Linked DNA regions of Danio rerio: region 2 is linked to region 1. A link is a contact called in public Hi-C data. All regions are on one chromosome and are shown on one strand. The core of a region is the stretch at or near the end of the contact, and the rest is flanking DNA. Distances in the headings are between cores, read along the strand shown.

Region 1 (5,546 bases), core at 771-3,270:
CTCTACTGCAATCAGGCTAACTTCTGGGCCTGCTCTCTTTGTCTCTCTCTCCCTCCTCTTTTGTCTTACCTCTTGTAACTTTAATTTTACATTTAAGCTGGGTACAATTTATATCATATGTTTTATCATTTCATATTTTATCATTTTAAAGTATTTGTGAATTACTTTTGATTTAACATCAACATTTAATTGTTCCATATTGCAATACAATATAATCACATAATATCAATGCTCTCCCATATTTTAAGGTATTAATACTGCCCTTATTTCCGTTTTTGGTATGAGATTGCAGAAGAATGGTTTCACTAGAAATGTACAGTGTTTTACCATCATGCTGATAACTTTTTAGTCACTCAGCAGAACGACAGTTCGAACCCCTGTGGTTAAAACTCCTTCTTACTAGGTAAACAAGTCATTTATAACTGGTTAACTAACATCTTGTAAGTTATCTATTGGCTATCTATAAGGCACAGTTATAAATAATTAACAAACTGTTAACTTTTATTTAAAAACTCATTTATAACTCATTAACTAGCAGTTTATTGATGGATTAATAACTAGTTATAACTGATAGTTATGAATAATTAACAAACTATTAACTATTATTTAACAAGTCATTTATAACTCATTAACTAACCGTTTATTAATGATTTATTAACTAGTTGTAACGGATAGTTATTCTAAAGTGTTATCGGCCAGGGGGGCATTTTCTGTGTGGAGTTTGCATGTTCTCCCCATGTTGGCTTGAGTTTTCCAAAGACAAACCGTAAAGAGTGTGTATAGGTGTTTCCCAGTACTGGGATTGCAGCTGGAAAGGCATCCACAGTGTAAAGTTGGAGGTTCATTTCGGTGTGGCGAATAAATGAGGGACTAAACTGAAAGAAAATTATTATATAAATAAATTTTTTAAGGTAACTGGCTGCAAACATTTTTTATGGGCGGGATTCCAACAAACAAATTTAGCTGAACATTACTAAATTTAACTTGTTTAAATTCAGCGAAGATATATTGATTGCAATCAGTTACTTTAAAATGTTTTAGTAAATCTAACGAATCATTTTTTTCAGCATAGTAGTCTTTCTGCATTGTAAAACATCCCAGATTTGCTAGTTGTAATACATTATTGCACACTACAAGATGAAAAATGACAGCTTCTTGTATCCCGACAGCCACTGTTGAATACAAATCACCACAGCACCCTACCTCAAATGGATAGCATCAAAATCAGGCCGACACACATGACTTTCCTGCATATCAATGATTTGCTTCTGTTTTTTAAAAACTCAATGCATTGTGCATTTATTGAGTTCACAACAACTTATTTAGCATAGCATGGCTATATAATTTACCTTTTGGGGGTTATTGAAGCCTGGCTTGCAGAACTGTTTATAGTAATCCCAGTGGCTCTTGTTGAATCTATAAAGTAGCTGCATATCTGTGTACGTTGCAAATCGATCCGGGCACTTGGAGACACACATCTAGAAAACAAAAGCGTTAGTTATGCAAAAGCCCAGAGCGAAATGAACTAAACAATGCCAGGATTTGTAATGAACAAGCGTGTTACCTGAGTAGTAGGGCACTGGAGGTTTATCAGGACAGCAGGACTGGCACATTTCAGTATGTTGAAGTAGAATAATATGGCTTTCTTTCTGTGGAGGACATTTTTTGTTGTTGTAAATTACAGTGTGAAATGACAGTTTTTGCCAGTAGGTGTCACTAGAGCTATTTGGTTACATATACAGGACTGAAATCCAGGTTTAAGCAGCTTTCCACTATAAACATGCGGTTTAGCTATCATGCAATAAAACTCCTGTACGTGCTACTTTGTAAAACATCCAATCCAGGTTCAATACTAAACGATTAGCATCTTCAGCAGCCTGCCGTATAACAGAAACGCTGAGAGAAATGTTTATAACATTATAGATAAAACAGTTTTTGTCAGAGCAAAGCATTAAGGGCTTGTGTCAGATTTCCCCCCCTACCCATAATCCCCTAAGCCACTGAGGGCATCGCATCTCCTAATTATGAACTGCACAGATCCAATTGCCTCCAATTCACCACAGAGCAAACATCTCTCCTTCTACGCCTGTGCATAACAAACACTCTTATCAGTGTGTCCCAGCTCTGCTAATGAGCAGTTCTTTATTTTCCCCAAGGTTGTATGCTGCCAATCAACGCAAAACTTCACACAGGAAAAGGAATTCAGTACAAAAGCATGCGAAGCCAAGATTTAGAAGGCTAATATTATTTTGCTTTGTACTTTGAGTGAACGGAAGGGATGATAATCTGAACATTATAATTACAAGAAGGGCGTGGCTTACAAGTGTAGTTTTTGTGGAATGAGGAATATGCTAGCCCCTCCCCCCAAAGCAGCTGATTGGCTGGTGGTGCTAGTAGCACTTACGCATTGGGTGTTCCCTTCTGGCCACAGAACTGACCCGTGCTGTCTGTGGGGTAAATGACTTTCCTTGGGTCGCCGTGGATCCACGCTAGAACAAAGAGGAGATTTCGTTTAATTTATTTAATTGATTCCAAAAGAGTTGATTCTGTATAATGAAATATCAAATTTCCTTTTCGAAAAAAAACACAATGGGCAAGGCAAGTTAATTCATATAGCACATTTCATACACAATGGTAATTTAAAGTGCTTTACATAAACAAGAATAAAACAAACAAACAAACAAACAAAAAAGATTCAAAACAGATAAAAACTGATTAAAATGTGTAAAAATAGGTTTAAAAAAAAAGAAAAGAAAGACATAATAATGTGATCTGTTGGACGTAGCACAGTGCTCATTCGATAAAGGCACAGCTACGGTAAATAGATGTGTTTAGAGTCTTGATTTGAACGTGCCTAATGCCGAGTTCAGACTGCATGATTTTCAAAGTAGTCGTGTCACAGATGTTTTCACACTGCATGACTATCTGGGCTTGCATTTCGTCGCTGCTTTGTTTACACTGCAAGATGGATCGGCGACAGGGACTTTCACATTGCATGACTTTACTATAGGAAGAATCGCCGACAACTTCGTCCAAATTACGTCTCACAGCCAAAAACACGTAGTGTATCTTTTGTTATTAAATACATAATGAGAAAGAAGCCTTTAATGGGGTAGAACATGTTCATGTTTGCTCACCTGGGTTTAAAGGGAATTAGCCATTTCTCCTCAACGTTGATGATAAACTAATTTCTTTCTGTATGAAACTTCAAACAGACACGGTTGCTCCTGAGTACTGTCTAACCTCCACTAGTTTTCCCTCCATTTCGTGGGTCCAAATAAACCGAAAAAGATCCCTTTTAACTTCTCCCCCAGCCTCCCGCTGGCCTGCAGCAGGTAAACACGCACGCACACACAAGTGAAAGCTGCTCTCTCATTGGCTGTGGGTGATCGCTGATGTTATTTTCAGTCAAAACTCAATTCACACGGCATGATTTGAATCGCCGACAGCTTCAGATATTTAGCATGCCAAATATCTCAAAGGCATCGGCGACTCATCGGCGATTCTCTCAGATCGCGTCTTTGAAAGTTCATACTGTGTGATTATCACTCACGTGCACGAGCAGCGATTTGCCTGTGATTTCAGGCATTTGTCGGCGATTTCTCAAAACCTGTCGGCGAGCCAAAATCGGGGCTAAAATCACGCAGTCTGAACTAGGCACAATGTTGCTATTATCTGATCATTTCTGGAAGTTGATTACAGCAGCGAGGGCGTAGTAGCTGAAAGCCGATTCACACTGCTTTTGGAATTTCTAATTTACTTGATCCTAATGATCTGCATGATCTCTTAGGTTTGTATTCAGTGAGCATATCTGTAATTTATTGCGGTCCTAGGCCATTTACGCTGCATTAACACTACATGGTTCAAGTCACTCAATTCCCATGTTGCACAATTGGGATGTGGCCCATGTATGTACAAGCAGGAAAAAAAAAATCACTGGATTCCAATTTACTCAAAACAGATTCAGGCCTTGTTTATATGTGGAAATTGATTCGATATGAATCGGATCCATGCCCTCGTGTCTGTAGTGTAAGCAGGTAGATCGAATTTTCACGCATCATCAAAAACCATAGAGAATGACATCAAGTCTGACGCTTTCATTTCAGAACAGTCTTTAGCAGAGTTGCAAACCTTAAATCTCATACACGAGGACTAAAAATAAATTAATATTGTCATATAGCACAAATATTTAAGCATTTTAACAAAAGAGAGAAAGAGCGATTGAGCGCATGTAACCAATATAAACTAATATAAAACTATTACATGCATCATGTGCATAAATAACAACAAAGAAATTACATTAAGATGCCTACTAGTTTAAAAAGGTCTAGAAGATCAAAAGAAAATGGCAAAATGAGAACTTTTCTGTCATAAATGATAGCAAAACAGCTTGTCAAAAAGAATAAAAAAAATTAAACCCTGCAAACAAATTAATATAGGAACAAAGAAAAGGGAGCTCTTTTATCATCAGCTGTAAGTCAGCGCCCGGTCTTTTTTTCTTGGTCATTGCGTCTTGTCATTGTGTGCGTTGTGTGCTGTTTAAATGCAGACAATCGAAAACCAGTCACTTTTAAAAGATGATGTAAGCCAGTCATCAAAAAAAATTGGATATGTCACAAAATCGGAATCGACCATTAAGATCTGCAGTGTAAATGCAGCCTTAGTGATTTCTACACAAGTAATAATAATTTAAAATCTATTCTAAATGTAACTGGGAGCCAGTGTAAAGACCTGAGGACAAGTGTGATTCGCTTTGATTTTCTGAATCTGGTTAAAATCCTGCCAGCAGCGTTCTCGATGAGCTGCAACTGTCTGACTGTCTTTTTGGGAAGGCCTGTTAGCAGGTCGTTACAGTAATCCACCCTGCTGCTGATAAAAGCATGAACAAGTTTCTCTAAGTCTTCACTAGAAACAAAGCATCTGATTCTTGCAAAGTTTTTGAGATGATAGTATGCTGATTTACTTACTGCTTTGACATGACTATTAAAATTCAGATCTTACGCAGTCAGGGTTGAGCAAACCCACTCTCTTTAAAAACTGTCTGACGATACAAATAAATGGTGGATATTAAAATTCTATACAAGTCAACCAGGGTGGCACTGGCTTACTCGGTGTCAATCAAATGAGACACAAAATTGCTTTTTGTGGGAAGAAAGAAAAAGCCTGCATAGCGAACATGTCAAGAATAAGTAAGTAATAAGATCCTGTGTGCTTCTGTTCTATGGCGAATGGCAAATGCAAGGCTGCCATTATTTGTGTTTAAAATACAAATGAAATCAAAACTGACTATATTAGATTTGTTAGCTCTCATTGCTAGTTTTTTGATGAACAATTCATCTGAACATGTCATTGAGTAGAAAACAAAAATGGTTTGCCCTTGTAATTTAAAATTGAAATTTGAAAATGCAAATTGAAACCTGTTAGTTTTTTGTTAAATTAACACATTATGCCCCAATCCCAATTCCCCCCCCCCCCCCCCCCTCATTAACCATTCCTCTTACCCCTACCCTTCGTTTTGCACATTCACTCTTATTTAAAGAGCTATA
Region 2 (5,546 bases), core at 2,028-4,527, 210 kb after region 1:
GAACTGAGTTTGACACCTGTGCCTAACAGTATGCCACAGGCACATTATAAAAACAAGACAGAAGAGCAATAAAACATAGTATTATTCCAGAAAATCATTAAAAGCAATCCTGAACAGAAAGGTTTTAACGTGGGATTTAAATTTGGAGATAGAGTCCACCTGAAGAATATCTAACCGCAGGGAATTCCACAACTGTGGTTCTATGCAGCTAAAAGCTCTGCCACCCCACCAAATGATTTCATCTCAAAATTTGGAACTGACAACAGGTCAGCTGCAGAAGATCTCAGTGAGTGCCGGGGAGTCTACCAGTGAAGAAGATCAGAGAGATTCATCGTTGTAAATTAATATAAGCTGCTTCAGTCCAACATCTACAATACCAGGATGATGGTGAAGGTTTTAGCAGGACAATGATCCAAAAACACAGCCAAAGAAATTATCAAATGCTTTCAGAGAAAGTAAATCAAGCTGTTGAATAATACATACTAGAATCCAATAGAAAATGCAAAATAAAGCTCAGATTTAATAGATGAGCCCCACAGAACCATCAAGATTTGTACACTCTGTTGAATTATGTGACAACAATTCACACCAGAGCAATGCATTTGACTTCATTCTTCATATGAGAGGTGTCTTTTAGCTGCCATCATAAAAAAAAAAAAAAACTTATATATAAAGTGGTAAATACATCTCAGTAGTTTAGTACTTTCTCCTTGTGCCATTTCATTGTTTTGATTTGTTATTTTTTTATGTTTGTATTGTTTGGGTTTTTACCAATATCTGGTTCAATCCATGTCATATGTCCATATATTATTTCTAAAACAGCTGGTTATTGGAGAAGTACTCTCAAAATATTTTACTGTGTAAATATAAAATGACAGTACTGGATTCCTTTAGCTTTCAGAGATGGCTAGCTGACATGTAAATCAGCCAATCACAGTTAAATTTTTATTGATATAACCATGACATTTCAGGAAATACAGTTGAAGCCAAAATTATTTGCCCTCCAGTGAATTTTATTTAATTTTTTTCAAATATTTCAAAATATTCCTTTATTTAATTTTTTACAGTATTTCCTATAATATTTTTTTTCTTCTGGAGAAAGTATTATTTGTTTAATTTTGGCTGAAATAAAGTTTAATAAATTTTTTTTTTTATTCAATGTATTTTTTCATTTTTATGGCCAATAATAATAGTCCCTTCAAGCAATATTTTCACAATCTACATTGTAAAAGTGCTATACAAATAAAGCTGAATTGAATTGAAAAGTAACAGCTGACGGTCAGCTCACGTCACGTGTTATTTTGCGGTCGCATATACATTACATGAAGACAGAAATTACATTTTTGATTGTACAACAAACCAATAAAGCCTAATAAAAACCTAATAAAGCCTTTAAATGTCACTTTAATCTGAATACAGGTATCTTAAATAACATCTAGCAAAATATTATGTACTGTCATCATAAAAGATAAATGATATCAGTTATTTAAAATGAGTTATTTAAGTGATTATGTTTAGAAATGTGTTGAAATAATTGTCTCTCTGTTAAACAAAAAATGGGGAAAAAATACAAAGAAGCTAATTCAGGAGGGTTAATAAATCTGACTTCAGCTGTATATAATAAATAAATGACATAAAACCTTACAAACATTTATATTAAATCAAATAAATATATACACATTACATTATAATGAAAAAAAAATTGCATTAATGAATAATAAAAAAAGTATTACAACATATTTTAATTTTATTTAAAATGTACATAATGTAACTCAATATAAACTAAATATTTAACAACTAATATTTAGGCCAATTACTAATGTGATAAAGATTTTTAAGCAAAAGACAATATACATTGTTTTTTGCATATGCATTATCATATTTTTGACCCTGTAGCCATCTTAGGATGTAAATGTATGCATGTTTTTTCTTTTATCCCAAAAATTATTAGAATACAAAAAATCAAGCTCCATGAACACATTTTGTCCATTTTCTACTGTAAACAGATCAAAGCTTGATTAGTAATACACATTGCTATGAACTTAATTTGTACAACTTTTTCAATATTTAGATTTTTTAAATTATAGATCTTTAAACTTCAAATATTTCCCTATTCTAACAAATTATACATTGGTAAAAAGCTTATTTATTTAACTTTCAGATAATGTACAAATGTATTGTTGTCCTGGTTCATATTCTGGATCCATGCAACCCTTGCAGAATTTTCTGCTAAAATTAAATATTTAATATAACAATTGATTTCTCAAGTATGTCTTATTTTACTCTGTAATACCAGCAAAAACAATGATTTGAACACACAAAGTATATTTCAAACATATAACTAAACTAAAACTTTGAACTAAAACTGCAGAAGATGCTCATTTTTAAAAAAATACCTTCTGACAAACAAATAAAAACACAAAGTTGTATCTTAATTTCAACAGTGAAAGAATGCAAACACTTTTTACAATGCATGTCAAAGCCGCTTATAAACCCACACTTCTTATCAAACTTCAATTTGTGAACTGTTGTTTTAATTCAATATCTTCAGGTCTGAGGTGATAGGCTACTGTGGTCTCCACTGTTCTTCATTGATTTGCTGAAAGCCAGCTCACCACATGATGCCCTTGGCAACACAAAGTTGCTGCCTCCTCTATTTCAGCAATGTAAACAAACCACGGCAACCAATAACCATAGATACGTTAATATATAATAATAAAAAACACGAACCATACAACTAATCAAACACTGATCACATCATAGTTTGCGCAACTGTGGCTACCCTTAATATTTAAACCGAATATTCACAAACCACACAATAATTCTCAAGGGCAACATTTTTCCACGTCTGAACACAAATATCCATTTTGAACTTTAATTCCAGCATGTGACAGATGAGAACGACCACTTCTGCGGCATATCTTCCGTTTAACATCGATGTTATAAGTTGCGAGAAAGAGAGAGGGAAAAACTAACACCGCAAAAGGATGTACAGTAGGCTACATCAAGTACGCTATGAAGAGCAACTTACCATAATACGCAGACGGGACTTGGGATTTTCTTGCCATCTCAGCGTGGGTTTTGTAGGGTTTGCAGGCGCAGGTTGGTTTGAAGAACAGTGTCGCTCGCCAAATTCCAAGTTTAATAGATTCCCTCACGCGACTCGCGCGTCAGTGATGTTTACAGCGGAGCGTCATCAAACGTGCGGAGCGTCAGACTGTCAGTGTAGTGAAGCAGTGAACTAGCTCCAGCATCACTGCAAGTGCTGGATCTGAACAAAGGTGTACAGGATGTATATCCATTATCTAGCCAACCCAGCCAGCACAAGCAGTCTGCAGAGTTATATTCTTATTGAATAATTGGACTTAAATTTAACTATATATATATATATATATATATATATATATATATATATATATATATATATATATATATATATATGATTTTTTATTTATTATTTTACAATTATTATGTTATATAAGGCTGCATACAATTTTACTGTTATCTGTCACATTATACATAGAGTTTATACTGAATAAATGAAGCTGTCCGTGCAGATCTTATGACTGTCTCAAACGCGTAGCTTTAGCGACGACTAGTGGCAATATTCTACACTGCATCATTCATTTTTGTCTCTTCAGACTCAGAATGAGATTTATTCGCAAAGTGTGATCAAACACAAAAGGAATTTGTGTTTTGTGTGTGTGCTTTACATGCAGGAGCTCAGGGTATCCTGCATATCAACACAAGAGGAAAAAAATAAGAGGAAAATAAAGTAAATAATTCATTCATTTTTTCATTTTCTTTTCGGCTTAGTCTCTTTATTAATCCGGGGTCACCAAAGCGGAATGAACCACCAACTTATCCAGCACGTTTTTACGCAGCGGATGCCCTTCCAGCCGCAAAACATCTCTGAGAAAATAAAGTAAATAATAGCCTACAAACCGTACACTTATATACAGCCAAGTCTGAATTTATTAATTCCCCTGACAAATCTTGACTTTAAGTTTTTTTTTAGCAAAAGTTGAGAAATATTTAAAGAAACTTTAAGTCAGAATTTATATATACATTTGTTTGTATGGCCACTTATCATAGAAGCCATTTATTATGAAGCCACTTATTTGTAAATAGATCTTGTATTTCTAATTATAACAATTGCACATAAATCATCAAGATGCATATATATATATATGAGAGAGAGAGAGAAAGAGAGCGAGAATGAGAATGAATAAGAGACTTAATAATATGATATGAATGATATGATATATTGAATAATAATGTGATATATTGAATAATGGCAATGCAGTGGCGGAGTAGGTAGTGCTGTCACCTCACAACAAGAAGGTCACTGGGTCGTTGGTTCGAGCCTCGGCAGGGTCAGCTGGCGTTTCTGTGTGGAGTTTGCATGTTCTCCCTGTTTGGGTTTTCCTCTGGGTGTTCCGATTTCCCCCACAGTCCAAAGATATGTGGTACAGGTGAACTGGGTAGGCTAAATTGTCCATAGTGTATGACTGTGTGTGTGAATGAGTGTGTGTGTGTGTATGGATGTTTCCCTGAGATGGGTTGTGGCTGGAAGGGCGTCCGCTACATAATAATGTGCTGGATAAGCTGCCGGTTCATTCCACTGTGGCGACCCCGGATTAATAAGGGACTAAGCCAAAAAAAAAAAAAAAAATTAATGAATGATATTGAATAATATGATATACTGAATAATAATATAATGTTTATATATATATATATATATATATATATATATATATATATATATATATATATATATATATATATATATATATATATATTTTTTTTTTTTTTTTTTTTTTTTTTTACTACTACTACTGTTTACTGTGTTTTTATTACATTTGTATGTTCTCTTATTTTTATGTAAACTTTAGAACTGCTTTGGCAATGCATTTGTAACATTTGTCATGCCAATAAAGCAATTATTGTATTTAATTGAGAGAGAGGTGTAATGGTATAGGGGTTATTTTCTTTTCACACTTTGGGCAAACTACCAATTGAGCATTGTGACAACACCACAGCCTACCTTGTTGCTGACCATGTCCATCCCTTATGACCGCAGTGTACCCATCTTTTGCTACTCCATGTCATAAGGCACGAATCATCACAGGCTAGTTTCTTTAACATGACAATGAGTTCAAAGTACTCAAATGGCCTCCACAGTCACCACAATTCAATCAAATAGAGCACCTGTGGGATGTGGTGAAATGGAAGATTCGCATCATGGATGTGCAGCAGACAAATCAGCACTTGCGTGATGCTATCATGCGGACCAAAATCTCTGAGGAATATTTCCAGTACCTTGTTAAAACTATGCATTGAAGATGAAGGCAGTTCTGAGGGGGGTTTCAACCCAGTACTAGTAAGGTGTACCTAATAATGTGGCTGGTGAGTTTTTATTTTTACCTGTTTTAATAGTACACATAAGAAATACAAATATGTATTTACAAATAAGTGACTTTATTGGTTACAGAATGCATAAAATGCAAGGGTACTGTGTAGTTTATAGACAAAATAGGTAGCAA

Evidence for each region. A called contact is a pair of places that touch in the nucleus more often than the background predicts.
Region 2: a contact with region 1 is called in a Hi-C map of an unstated tissue, with 9 times the contacts expected there. The contact joins the promoter of slc44a5a here to the enhancer-like site in region 1. A contact is called at or near these places in 3 of 18 Hi-C or Micro-C datasets (caudal fin, hematopoietic stem cells and an unstated tissue) and 1 of 4 datasets of contacts at active chromatin or transcription factors (caudal fin).

What each region holds. Positions count from the first base shown.
Region 1 is chr2:11,683,876-11,689,421 of GRCz12tu, forward strand. It overlaps slc44a5a (solute carrier family 44 member 5a), which reads right to left. Exons shown (of 22, transcript NM_001423791.1): 4 at 2,405-2,489; 5 at 1,565-1,649; 6 at 1,350-1,478. All of the region lies in intron 1 of LOC137487670, which reads right to left. Among named protein-coding and RNA genes, the nearest start is that of lhx8a, 54 kb to the left of the region's middle. Within about 2 kb of position 2,021, at least 3 of the 62 cell types and tissues checked have an H3K27ac peak or open chromatin away from gene starts, as enhancers often do.
Region 2 is chr2:11,892,897-11,898,442 of GRCz12tu, forward strand. It overlaps slc44a5a (solute carrier family 44 member 5a), which reads right to left and starts at 3,278. Exons shown (of 22, transcript NM_001423791.1): 1 at 3,032-3,278. The coding sequence starts at 3,068.